4 separate regions of the Mus musculus genome follow, and regions 2, 3 and 4 are each linked to region 1. Evidence: chromatin contacts called from public HiCAR-type, HiChIP or PLAC-seq and Micro-C data. All regions are on one chromosome and are shown on one strand. The core of a region is the stretch at or near the end of the contact, and the rest is flanking DNA. Distances in the headings are between cores, read along the strand shown. Region 1 has its middle 95 kb from the start of Gm24254. Region 2 overlaps Fto (fat mass and obesity associated). Region 3 overlaps Fto (fat mass and obesity associated). Region 4 overlaps Fto (fat mass and obesity associated).

The links. A called contact is a pair of places that touch in the nucleus more often than the background predicts. HiCAR-type assays count read pairs that join an accessible place to other places. HiChIP or PLAC-seq counts read pairs in DNA pulled down with a chosen protein or histone mark.
Region 2: a HiCAR-type map of embryonic stem cells shows a contact between it and region 1, with 5 times the contacts expected there. The contact joins two enhancer-like sites. A contact is called at or near these places in 2 of 484 Hi-C or Micro-C datasets (3T3-L1-derived adipocytes and the HPC-7 cell line), 3 of 115 datasets of contacts at active chromatin or transcription factors (all in embryonic stem cells) and 1 of 9 other capture datasets (embryonic stem cells).
Region 3: a Micro-C map of trophoblast stem cells shows a contact between it and region 1, with 3 times the contacts expected there. The contact joins two enhancer-like sites. A contact is called at or near these places in 8 of 484 Hi-C or Micro-C datasets (cardiomyocytes, cerebellum, embryonic stem cells and 3 more), 6 of 115 datasets of contacts at active chromatin or transcription factors (differentiating embryonic stem cells, embryonic basal ganglia, embryonic midbrain and 3 more) and 1 of 9 other capture datasets (embryonic stem cells).
Region 4: a contact with region 1 is called in an H3K27ac HiChIP or PLAC-seq map of stem cell-derived neural progenitor cells, with 5 times the contacts expected there. The contact joins two enhancer-like sites. A contact is called at or near these places in 4 of 484 Hi-C or Micro-C datasets (the 3T3-L1 cell line, cerebellum, cerebral cortex and 1 more), 4 of 115 datasets of contacts at active chromatin or transcription factors (embryonic stem cells, kidney and stem cell-derived neural progenitor cells) and 1 of 9 other capture datasets (embryonic stem cells).

The regions. Positions count from the first base shown.
Region 1 is chr8:92,132,995-92,136,290 of GRCm38.p6, reverse strand. No RefSeq gene overlaps it. Among named protein-coding and RNA genes, the nearest start is that of Gm24254, 95 kb to the right of the region's middle. Within about 2 kb of position 1,995, at least 77 of the 459 cell types and tissues checked have an H3K27ac peak or open chromatin away from gene starts, as enhancers often do. A contact at or near this core is called in embryonic stem cells and stem cell-derived neural progenitor cells, where this site is marked.
Region 2 is chr8:91,507,905-91,511,190 of GRCm38.p6, reverse strand. All of the region lies in intron 7 of Fto (fat mass and obesity associated), which reads right to left. Among named protein-coding and RNA genes, the nearest start is that of 4831440D22Rik, 42 kb to the right of the region's middle. Within about 2 kb of position 1,805, at least 20 of the 459 cell types and tissues checked have an H3K27ac peak or open chromatin away from gene starts, as enhancers often do. A contact at or near this core is called in embryonic stem cells, where this site is marked.
Region 3 is chr8:91,530,627-91,534,016 of GRCm38.p6, reverse strand. The region is part of intron 8 of Fto (fat mass and obesity associated); the gene reads right to left. Among named protein-coding and RNA genes, the nearest start is that of 4831440D22Rik, 65 kb to the right of the region's middle. Within about 2 kb of position 1,821, at least 14 of the 459 cell types and tissues checked have an H3K27ac peak or open chromatin away from gene starts, as enhancers often do.
Region 4 is chr8:91,364,011-91,367,308 of GRCm38.p6, reverse strand. The region is part of intron 1 of Fto (fat mass and obesity associated); the gene reads right to left. Among named protein-coding and RNA genes, the nearest start is that of Fto, 52 kb to the right of the region's middle. Within about 2 kb of position 1,303, at least 44 of the 459 cell types and tissues checked have an H3K27ac peak or open chromatin away from gene starts, as enhancers often do. A contact at or near this core is called in stem cell-derived neural progenitor cells, where this site is marked.

The DNA of each region.
Region 1 (3,296 bases), core at 746-3,245:
TTCCCTCTCATATACAAAGTCATCTGAAACTGATGCTTTTGCAACCACCATGCCCAGAACCTGTGTCTAGGTATCTAAGCTAACTTCCCATCTTCTGAACAGCTCATTCCAGCTGCATACGACTTTGGTTCTGCAGTGTATCCTTCTTATGTTCTCTATTACTGTTAAAGTGAATGTAGTTTTGAATGTTGTTTTCTTCATAACAGAGGAGCAGATGAGGCACCAGGATACCATACTGGGGTTGTTCACAGTCCTGTAGAACTGGAGGCTGAGAAGCTCAGTGGGTAAAGACGCCCACCACCCAGCTTCCCTTCCCACTCTAGCCTTGGAATTCACAGTGTGAGGAAAACTGATTCCTTCGAGGTGTCCTTTGAGCTTCACGTGAGCACTGCGGTGCACACACACACACACACATACACACACACACAAGAATAAGTGCAGTAAAAATATCAGACCTTACAGGAGTTTTTTTTTTCTACATACATACTCTCATGCTTACAAACATAGACACATACAAATAAATGTTAAACAATAACAGCCTCCCCTCCCCCGGAGGCTTCAGAGATGGCCTGCCAAGGGGTAAAACTATCGCCAAAGCTTAGAATCGGTTCCTCTTCACCTGGACTGAGCGAAGCCGTATTAGCTGTCCTAATCCAGTAGACAGCTGACTTTACAACAAGTAAGCTGTGGTTTCTTTTCTCTTTTTCATTTCCCCTCCCTCTACCCCTTCTTTCCTAAAACAAAACAAAAACAAAAAACCAACCAAACAAACAAACAAAAAACAGATAAAGGGCCTCAAGCGTAAAGCAGTGCTCCTGCCTCAGCCTGCCTCCTGAGTGCTGCGATGTTGTTGTTGTTGTTTTTCTTGATCACACTCTGATGGTCATCCTGGCAGAACAATGCACAACTGTGACAAGGGTGTCACAAGGAGGAAGAGGAGCAGAAGGGAGAGCAAGGAGGAGGTCGCCAATCTTAAGTGATAAACTACTGGAAAGATAATGTGCTATTATAGTCAAAACCACAAAATCACATACCTGTCGAAAGTGGAAGCCTCCCAAAGACTACTGTGCACAGATAAATGCATTACAGATATTGGGAGACACACTGCCCAAGTGTGGACAGGTAGCCCTAGATCCTGGGAGCTGTGTTGTGCATGCTGTAGGACGTGGGGAAACTTGTTTCTGGTCACCCCCCACTCTTGCCAATACCCTTGCAGCCTGATATCCAGCTTCTTGTACCTTTTCTAGTCCAGAGCTTTGACTTCTGTCCTTTGTATTTGGGGCTATGAACCCAAACACGCCTTACATCAGAGTCAAAGGTACAAATAAATAAATGGACACAAAATAAAACTATGACATCCTACTGGTTCACCAACATAGGCTTCAGTCCTCAACCTTTCTTTCCCCTAGTGTTTAAAAAACTCACCCATGCCCTTTCATGCTCGCTTAGAAGAGAGATCTGCAGAACAACTAATTAGGGCTAGAAAGGGGAGTCAAGCTATGCTGGTGGCTTCCAGAACTTCCTTTTCCACCTTTTGTAAATGTTGTTGTGGCCCCATTACACAGATAAGTGAAACAGGCTGAGCTTCTGAGGTCATCAGTGTCTGAATGAGGGGTTAGCTCCAGGCCCCGCCTCCAATCCACGTCAGTACCTCATCTGAGGCAATCGTTTCTATTTCAGAATCATTTCACTGCTGCTGGTGAGCACATGGCCATTGCTTTTCTCTGTTTTATCTCTAAATGAAGGGGCCATAAGGTACTGGGCTTCCAACCCCCGCCCCCGCCCAATATGGAAAAAACTATCTGAATACACAAAATTAGAGAAACATACAGAGAATGATTGTTTAAAATTCACAGCTGTCAACATCAAGTATTCTGTGCAAGAGAAAGAATGTAAGAGGCAATGGGTTAACAAAATAGCTACAGATGGATCGGTGCTGGGGTGGACTAGGCTGGCATTGTCTGAGCCGCAGTTCACAGAGGCTCATTTGCATTCTGGGACAAAGGTTCGCTGTTGGAGACCCTTTCTCTCCGGCCTCCTCCTCCAAAAGGCGCCTCGCCATCCTCCGAGAGGCTAGTCGGCCTCCCTGCTACAGGAACGAACACAAATCTGTTATTTTAACACAACGCGGGCACAAAGTGGTGTTTTCACTTCGAATAAAGCTGGGGGAAGCTGAAGAATGGGGCCTTTTATTTGCAGGAGATAGTCAAAGGAAGTTGGATTGAACTGAAGGCCAGCAAGGATGAATAAAGTTGTTAGTGAACTCGCAGCCTGTGGCCTGGGAGAGCCGGGTGAATCTCCCGCCCCCCTCTCCTGTCAGCCCGGAGCTCTCTGCATCAGAATGCATAATTGCATGTGTTAATTACATTTCCAACCTCACCCTCTATCTAACACAGAATAAATTCATTTGTGCCAGCCCCCGTCCCCCAGCTCTTCATAGGGCCTCACTTACTGCCTGTGAGAGGAGACATTTTGGGATTTAATAAATATGATTGGCACCAGAAAAATGTCCGTTTCCTTCCACCTCCGCCCCCACCCCCACCCCCGTTCTGACTGTTCGTTTGAGCTCACAATGGGCAAATGCATTTTGCGAGTGACTACTCCTCAGCCTAGCTGTCTCCCCTCCACCAACTCTAGGGGCTGTGCTTTATGAGGCCTGCAAGAGAGAGCTTGGGAGTGACACAAAGAAATGTTTTAAAAGACCAGAGAGATTGAGTTAGGATGATTTAAGCACCAATCTAAAGTGAAACGGTGAAGGGTGAGTGGGGAGGGGGGACTAGCAACAGACGGCTAAGGTCAACCTCTGAGATACCCATTCCTGGACCAGGCTGAGGGTGGTATGCTAGAAATGGGTCTGAATCTTTTGGCAGCTGCTTTTCTGCCTGGGATCACAGAAAGGGTTTGTGGGATTCAGCACACTGAAATACCCAGAAAGGAGGAAAGGGTTGTAGGAGAAAACCTAGGGTACGGTTCCTTTCTTCCAGTCCCCTCAGCATCATCTTATGGTCCTGATAAGGAAGAATGAGTGTCCCCCTGCATCACGTGCCTTTGCTCTGTCTCCCCACTCCCCTGGATGCTTAGTTTCTATTGTAGTGGTGTTGAGGTGATGGGACTTTTAAGAGGTGGAGCCTATTAGGGAGTCAATAGGTCACAGCGCTCCACCCTTCTGAATGGACTCCTGCAGATCTTGTAATGTGTGGAGTTTTGTTCTCAGGAAGATGGATTGTTATAAAGAAGATGGAGACACCGAGTGAGCTTAGGTCCTTATGCAAGCTGCTGGCTCCCTTTCTGTCTCT
Region 2 (3,286 bases), core at 556-3,055, 620 kb after region 1:
TAACTTTGAATGCTGTGGTTATAACTGAAAGGTTATAGTTTAAGGTAATCCTATTTCAAGCTCTACCTCTGAAGATGGGCTGGGGATGTAGCTCAGTAGTAAGGTGACTGCCGGGCATGTGCAAAACCCAGAGTTCCGTCTAAGTGTGGTGTGTGTCTGTGTGTGCAGCTCCCTTCTAGCAGCTGCAGTTCTATCCACAAGTTTTGCATCATCAACCACAACCCTCACTAGACCAAATGTGCAGCCAAAGCGGCAAAAATGCAGCTTCCTTCTGGCAGGAAAGGGCTCCCAGTGTCCACACAGCACTGTGTGGGAGCATCTGTCACTTATTAGGATTTGTGTCTGGAGTTTGGGGGAACAGGATTTTCAGCTCCAGACGTCTCAGTGTATAAAAGGAAACTATCATTAGCCTGCATTCGTTTTCTTCTACCACCCCAACTGTGATCTGGAATCAAAGGAACAATCAGGGGTGGCTCATGGGAACACAGAAAGGCTGGGCACATGGATGGATGCGGACCTTTATCACAAGCAGCAAGAGGAACTGTGTGGGAGCCTGCCTTTGCCCTATGGGTCATCTTTTAATGCCTCAGAGTATCCTGAGGTCTAGAGTTAGAAACTACATTCCATTCCATTTTAGGAAAAGAAAAAGCTCTTAATTATTCCTACTCAGATTGTTAATCCCCTTTAAAAGCAACACCCCTGGTAAAGCACCTGGATATAAACAGACAAGGGTGGCAAGGAGTTTAACCTTGGCTTTAGGGAGCTCCTGCAGTTTGCACAAACCTGCATCTAGGAGGGCAGAAGTCACATTTCTGCCTGGATTTATACAGTGGACACGCTCTTGCTGCTGGCCTGCATGTCCACTGCGCTCTAACTTGCCACACTGACAACAGTTTCATGCTTTGATAGGCAGATATTATTGGCTCATCTTTGGGAGATAATTGCCTCTCCTGTATTGTTTAGTGGCGATACACTCCATACCCAAAGATGAAACCAGTTTACAGAAGCATCAGTGGGTGCTGGGTGCGGCTCTTTCCTGCTAAACTGGTCTCCAAGAGACTGAACAGTTTAAATTTGGGGTCTGGACAATGGATATTCTAAAAGGATTAGAAAAGTGGGCAACAACTGAACCTCCTCCTCCCTCCTGTGTTCGAGTCTACCACCTGCTGCGGTATTTTTGTTTCAGTAACAAAGAGGCCTTCATGTTTGAGGCTCATATTTAATGTGGTTGAACTGGCCCCTCGAGTTTTGGTTAACTCTTACGGGCCAGAAAAAGAAATATTTTTTGCCTGGCAGAACTCCTTTCCTGGTTGGCCGCCACAAAATCAATATGTGGGTCTGTGTGGGCACATGTGCGTCTGCCCGGAGACTGGGGGATACTCTATTTATATTTAATAAAGTATTATCCGTCAATAAGAGCTGCATGACATTTGCAATTTCATGGCCCACTACAGTAACAGGTGCTGTGGTAAACAGGGGTGTAAAGTGTTAAAGAGAAAGGGGATCACTTCAGAGACATTAAGCGGCTTTAAACACTGACAGCAGAAAGGGAAAATTTTTAAGCAATTTGGTTGGGTCAGTAAAAAGTAACAGAGGTCAGAGGAACAAAATGGTAGCCAAAAAATTCTGCCCATTGATAAATGATCCTACTGTTTTGTGGTTGGATGCACAAGGCAAAGGCTAAACAAGTGTTGTGTGGAAACAGAAATATGCCCCCTTTGTGGCTCTTTGACAATAAGTTACTTCAGCTTGGTGACCGCTTAGGGCCCCCATTCTCCCTGTAGCCTCGGCTGGGGTATACATTAGCGAAAACAAAAGGGGCCATTTTCATTGTAACCATGCAGAAGGGTTAAGCATTTGACCTTCAAGTATGGTGTGCTTGTGCTTGGTGGAAAGGCTCTTGACAATATAAACAAGAATTACTGCTGTTAGAGAAAGGGGACACAATTAAAGACAATCTCAGAGGCTTGTTGTACAGCTGTTCAGGTTTCGGCTCTGTCTGACCTCTAAGGATGCTACGTGTTTAAGGGAGACGATTTAAGATATTTTAGTGAGTCCCTCCCCATTCCCCATCACCAGCTTTCCACTGGGAAGACAAGATTTTATACCACAGCATTTCCCCTGGGCACCTTTGCCTTTCTAATCTGTCTTCCCCTTCTACCTGACCATCCCAAGGAGTAGGTGAAGGCTGGATCCACGGGTAAAAGGCCGGAATCCTTACCTTTAGAAACTTTTCCTTCCTTCTTTCTTTTATTGTTTTGTTTTTGCCTGAAAAGCAAAATGCTATTATAACTTATTTCCCAGACAAAGATATTAGGGAAGCACAGTTTTATTTTGTTCTACCACAACCTATCAAGAAGGCAGTTTTCTTTGTTGGCCCTTATTTCCCAGTTTACAGATGGAAGTGTTTAGATATCCCCCATCATAGTTGGAAACGGGCAAACAATAAAGAAAGAAAATATGGGAGTATATTTCCCTGAGATATCACAGAAAGCAGAGACTCTATGGTAGAAAGCTACGTCCTTTGTCCACACAGAGGGAAACACTTCCCGTTGTTTGACCTTCAAGGAGTCAGCAAAACACTACATTTCTTCCACAAATAAGACAGGCCCTGGGAAGTGGCCGTGGGAAGGTGCTGTCTCCTCTCATCAGGACAATGCTGACATGAGGCACTGAGGCCAGCCCACAAGGGGTTTGAAGGGACAGTGCAGGGCAGCAGGCTCTGGATGGGAGGGGGCTATGCTTCCTGCTTTAGGAGAAGAAAGGAAGTTGCTCTGGAGTGAAGCACTGGCCAGAGGAGACAGGCCAAGTGCAGTAAGGAGCAGGGCACAGGCAAGTTTTCCCTGTCAAACACAGAGTCACGGGGCTTTGAAGCTGCCCCTAACAGAAAACATACATGGTCCCCAAGATCTATCTACAACTTTTCCAGCAGCAATGGCTCCATGTTCAGGGATTCCTTGAGATTAGGGTCTATCTTATCCCTGACAGTCACTGAGTCTGACTACAAGAGCCTCATGAGAGACGAGGCCATTTTCCTGCCCTCTAACACATCAAGTCCATCAAACTTTGGTCATCAACTCAAGTTCGTCTTGTAGGGAACACAGCTGGTAGAGATGGTCCAGACTGCAGAGTATTTCACCAAGACAACTTCTCTGAAGCTGCTTCCTCTTCCTGGAGAAGAGCCCTGCCTCTAAGGATGATGGGTGAGACTAAGAATATGCTTGCAAATTTTGGCAGAATCCCAGTGCTACTTCAGAAACCTCGGCAGCTGGGACCCCAGGATAGG
Region 3 (3,390 bases), core at 572-3,071, 600 kb after region 1:
TGCCACAGCCCGTTTCCAGTGCTGTTAGAAGACGCTGTGCTTAACACAGCTCCCAACTCTCAGAGGCCCCCTCAAAGCTTTTAAAGCTGGCATAACATGCAGAATGGCAAATGGAGAGCCAGCAGCAGAAAGATCATTTACAGTGACTATACAAACAAGCTAAATGAAAGACTTGTGTTCAGTCATTAAAAATAATAATGCTAAAGCCCCGAGGGCTGAAATGTAAAGCTTCAACTCGGTGTGAGGAAACAGAAGAGGGGTGGGCCTATTATCCCAACAAGATAACATGCTAATTTACTTAGGAGGCAATTTTAGAGTACGTTCACAGTGAAATCTCACTTTTATCAGATTATATGAAAAATAACAACCACAAATAAAATGCTCACTCAAGCCTGGGGCTTCTGTGAGATAGAAATCACTGTGTGGGAGGCCAGGGAGGGGTTGGTGGAGGGGCTGGCCCCGGGGATTGGAGCAAGCCCAGGTGAGGTAGAAAGTTATTTCCCTCACACTCTGCGGGGATGCCTAACATCATGACAACAGAGAGGAGGAAAGGTCTCTGGTCCTGCCTACCTGCAAGTTTCTGTAAAATAATGAATACAGACAGCTTGGGGACTGTCCACCTGCGCTACCTGCCTCTGCCTGCCTCCAAAGTGAAACCACCGGGGATTGGCAGAAGGCACTTGTCTGACAGGGCCAGGACAGCCTTTCTCCTCCACGACAGCCCGGGCCTACCCTCTTAAACTTGACCCACCGTAATTCCTTCACAATGCAGCAGCGAGGCAGCTGACAGTAGCAGCTGCAGTTCTAAGCGAGATGGATGGAATTTTCATAACTGGTTCCCCAAGTTACATTTTACCTTCAAGATAATTTATGAGCTGCTCTGAAGCCTTGAAGAGACAATATGCTTGCCATAAAATTAACTCTAACAGTCTTGTAGGTTATAATTAACACTGGGAGGGGAACGCCAACTGGACGAAACACATGGCGTAATTGATGGTGAAGCAGGGCGCAGAGGAGGCTGGCAGTGTGACTGCTGCTGCTGCTGCTGCTGCTGCTGCTGAGCACGAGTGTGAGAGCACATGCACACACGCACGCACACAAGTGCACATGCGCACACGCACACAGACACACACTCAGCACAACCCGGGCTTTTCTGAGGCTTCATCACAGTCACCTAGCAGGCCTCATGGCCAGGGACAGAAGAAGCCAGAGCTGAGCAGGGAGGTAGGGGGTTTGAAGCTCAACCCTGGGGCAAGTGGGTGGAGCCACAGAGCGGAAGGGGATGGGCAGCAATCCTGGAACTGTCAAGGAGCTGGGTGGTATACTGACAGCTCAGGCCAGGTCCCACAGGGGAGCCTTCCATGAAAAAAATGACTTCATTAAACAAACAAACAAACAAACAAACAAGCAATCATCTTTGGCAGTGAAGGATACACAAAAAATAGAGAATCAAGATTTCTAAAAAGGTTCTTCCAGGACTCAAGCTAGACACTCAGAACACCACAGAAGGAAGTCTTTTCTACAGTGTGGACATCTCAGGAGCCAACAAAGGTGATCAGTGAAACGTGGATGTTTATTAAATTACAAAGTCCAGGGGTGACAACAGAGGAGGCTAATCAGAAGTCATGCCAATCACTGCGGTTTTTCCTGACATGGCAAGCTGTTTCTGTCTGTGCCTGAATCCTGAACTGCCCGATCGACACTCATGCCTAACACTGGGACCAGTCAAATAATTTTAATGAGCAATTTTAAGGTGACTGGCCTATTTTCCTTCTCTGGTTTGGTTTGTTTTTGTCCTAGGACAAGATACTGGAGAGTTCTGATAAATGACGCAACAGTGCCCCCTGCAGGCCGTCTGTGCTGCACTCCGCCAACCTGGCACCTTCTGAACCAGAAGCCAGCTCAACTTTATCTATAACCTGGAATATTCATTACAGAGTAAATTTGTAAAATACACTGGGGACACCCCTGAGATAGAATAAAATGACTATTCTTCACGTGTAGTAAATTGTTTCCCAGATATAAACATACTGTTCCGCTGACGAGGAACCTGTGATAGAGCAGATAAATCGCTACCCTTTCACCTCAGGGCGCCTGCTCCACTCGGCCTTGATTAACACGGCCCCAAAATTACTTGACCTGGAGGCTGTACAGAGTCTTGGAGGCTCAACTTTGATGTTCTCTCATCTTCCTCCCCACTCTCCTGCCTCCTAAAAAGATTGCAATCAATACAAAAGAAACAACACAGCTATAAAAGGTGGAGACTTCCCGTTAGAAGACTAATGGTGGCGAGATTCATACGGCACGGGCTGCAGATGACTGCCTCGCCGAGAGATGCACTCAGAGCGGCACACACGGCGAGGTGTGCTCAGGTGGCAGAGGAAATAGGTATTTACACACACAATTGCTTATCCCCACACCGGGAAAGACCTGGAAGCACTGGACGTCCTGTACGGTGAGACCGAAGTCAACACACTGAGCCATGTGAGTAGCTGACAGAGCTTTGCCACTGTCCCACTGTGCTCCTAGCAGCGGAGCCAGGCATGCTAACTTAAGTTTCATCTCTACTACTGACTAGCAGTCAGCCTGGGCGACGTGCTCTGTATCCTGAGCTGCAGTCTCATCACAGAGAGCACTGAGCACTTCCAGTTGTTGTCAGCTGGTTCTAGTTCACTATCACTACCGGTGGCTCCACTCCAAGTTTTAAGGGAAAGGAGGGAGAAAGCCATGTCTATGATTGCCGCTCTCCGGGATCTTTTATCCAGGCTGGAAGATGTCACCTGCCTGGAGGGTCACGTGGCTCAAGACGCTGTATTTTAGGTAAAGTTGAATTGATCCAAAGTGTCTGTGAACTGCCTAGATTTTTACACCCAGTTGCTCAGAGAGCCTGGAGCCCAGACCTACATCTGTCATTTCTAGGTGCGAATACTTAGCCCAAGCCCAGAGAAGGACTAGCGCAGGTTGTTTCCTCTCTACACCTCACTCAGCACTAACGGGCCTCCATTATCAGTGTGGGGCTTCACATTTGGACACTCTGCCAAAGGAGAGGGCAGTGTGAAAGAGTGCATTCTTGACTTTGTTCTTTTGGTCCGTCCGGGCACTGTTCTATTGCTGTGAGAAGACAACTTGGCCAAGGAAATTAATTAATAAGAGAGAGCATTTAACTGGAGACTTGTTTATGGTTTCAGAGGGTGACTCCATGATCAACACGGCGGGAAGCATAGCAACAGGCAGGCAGACACAGTGCTGGTGCAGTAACTCAGAGCTGACGTTTGATCCTTCAGAAGAAGGCATAGAGACTGAGCCTGGCATGGGCTTTTGAAACGTCCTGATCTACCACACCTTCTCTAACAAGGCCACGCCCCCTAGAAGCCACACCCCCTAATCCTT
Region 4 (3,298 bases), core at 54-2,553, 770 kb after region 1:
ATCTGTAAAATATATCTTAATTAGCTTTTTTTTTTTTTTTTTAATCCTGGAAAGTGGCTGAATAGCCAGGTGCAACAATCGGAAAAGGTAAAAAAATAGGGCCTGAGAGCCAGCCAGCACCAGGTGGCACTTGTTGCTTTGGACCTGGGCTCAGTTCCCAGCACCCATGAGGCGGCTCACAAGCACCTGCAACTCTAGTTCTAAGGGGACTGATGCCCTCTTCCCACCTCTCAGCCACTATGTATGGACACGGTGCATGTATATATACACTGGCAAAGCACTCTTACATGGAATGCACATAAACCTAACATTTTTTATGTGAAAAGAAAGGTTAAACATACTTCAGGACTCTGTGACAACAGACAAGCGCAAAACCCTGTAGACTTCACACCCCAGAATCAAGACATTGTGCAAAGGTCTAGAAGCCAGCATCGAGCACAAGACAGAAAGGGGAGCAATGGCACAGGGAAGGAGAATAGAGAACTAGGGTTTGTTCTGATGTTTGCATGGGGAAGGAACACTCAAAAATGATGTTTCCATAAAAAGGCAAGGAAACCAGGGCTTTATAGGGTTAAGACAGATCAAATTCTAAATTGTAATGCTTTAAAAAGTCCCAAAAGTTCTTTAATTAGGTAATGAATTTATATATTTTACAAATATACACATTACAGATGTATATTATTATATACACACAAATAAATATAAACATGTACATGACTGTGTTTAAGGAAATTTTTAGAAATTTCCAATGACAATTTAGACATGTTCTAAAGACTTTTAAAAAAGAAAGAAAGCAAGAAAGTGATCAACCATTAACATTAACAAAAATCTCCAAATAGCAATTTACAACATGGTTATACTTAAAAATTGCCAGGAGACTAGATTTTAAGTGTTCTCATCATAAAATAAAATGGTAAGTATATGAGAGCCATGTATATTCTCTGGCATGATAAATATATACATTGAATATACAATAAAAGGCCCTGTTTTAACTCTTTTTAAAGTACTTTTTAAAAAGAGCGTCTAGACAGCATTTCTGAGGGGCTGGAAGCAGTTTTCTCTTTACATTGGGACTTAACTGTCCCCTCTGCTGCCTATGCACCTGTTAGCTAATAACAACAACTAGCTTTCACATTAACAGCCTGTCACTTATCCCTTGAATGTTTATCTCCTTTGGTCACAATTTTATTGTCATTAAACAGCAACTACAGTGTAACCAAAAGTATTCAAATGCTCTGAGTACACACAGAGGACACTGTTCCCTTTCCAGCTGAATGGACTCTCAGCTGGTTGTGAACAAAAGACAAGAGCCTGCCATTCTTCAAGTTAAAGGAAGAAACAGCCAGGAAGGGCTTGACACAATACCCCTTCTCCATTCACTGTGAAATGCTAATGAGCACAGCCAGCCAAACACTAGCTTTGCTTTTTCACAAGTTTTAACTCATGAAAATAATTACACATTCTAACATCTCTTAAAAGACTATTAACAATAATTTACAAGCCACGGTAGCTAATACAGTACCTATTATATACTGAGCACAGCCCTAAAGGTACCACATACTAAACAAATAGAAACAGCCGTAGTTTGTAAGGGAACTGGGGCAACTGCACAGATTTAACATCTGAAGCCAGAGGGTTTAAAAAGCTCCTTTTTAAGGGAGGCCTTAAGAAAGCAGATGAAGTTTGAATCCCTAAGGCCATCTCACAATCAAGAGGCTGCTATGGCCCAGGCGCTGAGCTAACATGAGGACTCCCTGACCTAACTGTCCCCACAGGCCACCAGCTTGTCTTTATCAGCTTATTTCTCATTTACCCTTCTTGCTCGTCCCACTCCACATGGCTCTCTTTAAGTCAACCATTCCATTGTCTTCTCTGCCTTTTACAACTGTAAGGGCAGGAGAGAAATCCATTTGAATTCTGATACTCTTTAGGATGGAAGAAAGAAATCCAGGGATGTGGGACTTACTTTGCCCGTGTGCCTTGTAGAGAAATGGCACATTACTAGGTGTTGGTTTCCCTACAGGTGACAGGAAATCCTAAGTAGCACTGGCTTAACCAGACTGGTCAGTGGTTCCCATGAAGGCCTTAGAGGCTGATGCTCCTTCTAGCCGGCTACTCTAAGAGCTGGCCTGCATCTTCAGCATCCAAATGGCAGGAACAGTCAGAGAGCAGGATTTTTTAAAAAGGGCCTAAGAAGAACATGCAAGGACACAGTAGCTGTCTCTTAAGGAACCGCCTTGGAAACAACCAGAGTATCCCTCTTCTCTTAGTCTATGCTCACAACTAGCTGCGAGTCTGACAAGCCACAGGCTTTCATGGTTTAAGTCAGAAGTGAGACATGGTTTGGAAGTTAACTTCCAGTCTTCCCCAGTGAGGCTTCCAACTCCTGTTCAGAATAAGACACACGTGTTCCAGACTCCAGACCCACTGGGACACTGCAACGGACACCTGCTTGGTACTGGAGCCCATCGAAGTGGTCCACTAACAGCCGAACACTCACATTCACAGGTGGGTCTCCTTTCTCGAGGAAACATCCTGGGTCTGTGACTCCCACAGACCTGAAGAGACTCTCCTCTGGGTCTTGTCACCATTCCAAGCTCCTCAGCCCTGCAGCCCAATCGCCTCCCATCATTAAGAAAGAGTGGCCTTTCACATCCAAGGGGCAAATCTCACAGAATGACATTCGACTGATACTTAAAGGTGACAGGGATGAGAGCAAGAAAAATAAAGAAAAATGTAGAAGCCAGTTGGAGCGGCCTTTCATTATATCCCTCTCAGGAGCTATTAATCTTGGTCATAGTCAGTCAGCTAAAAATAATTGCTTCTCCTACCATGTGTCGGACACACAACTAGGAATAGTAACAGGCCAGCCCTTTCACCTAGGAAACGCGTGGCTTCTGGCTGGCCTACGACCATGTGAAAGGCGCTACAGTTGGAGCACAGGTGCCTCTGGTCCTGTGTTGCCTGTGTTTTCTAACACCATGGCAGACTGTAGTGTCACAGTGTCCTAACCATTTGTCAAAAGTATTTTAAAGTGAGATCTGTGACTTCTTCTATTGTAAGTAAAGTCTGAAAAGACTGTACCATTATTTTTGCCAAAGCATTCCCTTGCCGAGATGTTTGAATTCGATCAGTTTTGTTTTTAATCCCTTGGTGTAACAATTCTCTCCTGGATCACTGCTCATTTTCCCTTGAGTTCAAAGTCTTTGAGCTTTTAAGTCTATCAGTCTATGGGATATGCTCTGAACATGTAATTCTAAATTATAGATTCTACTCTGTAATTAGTCACTGTGGAATC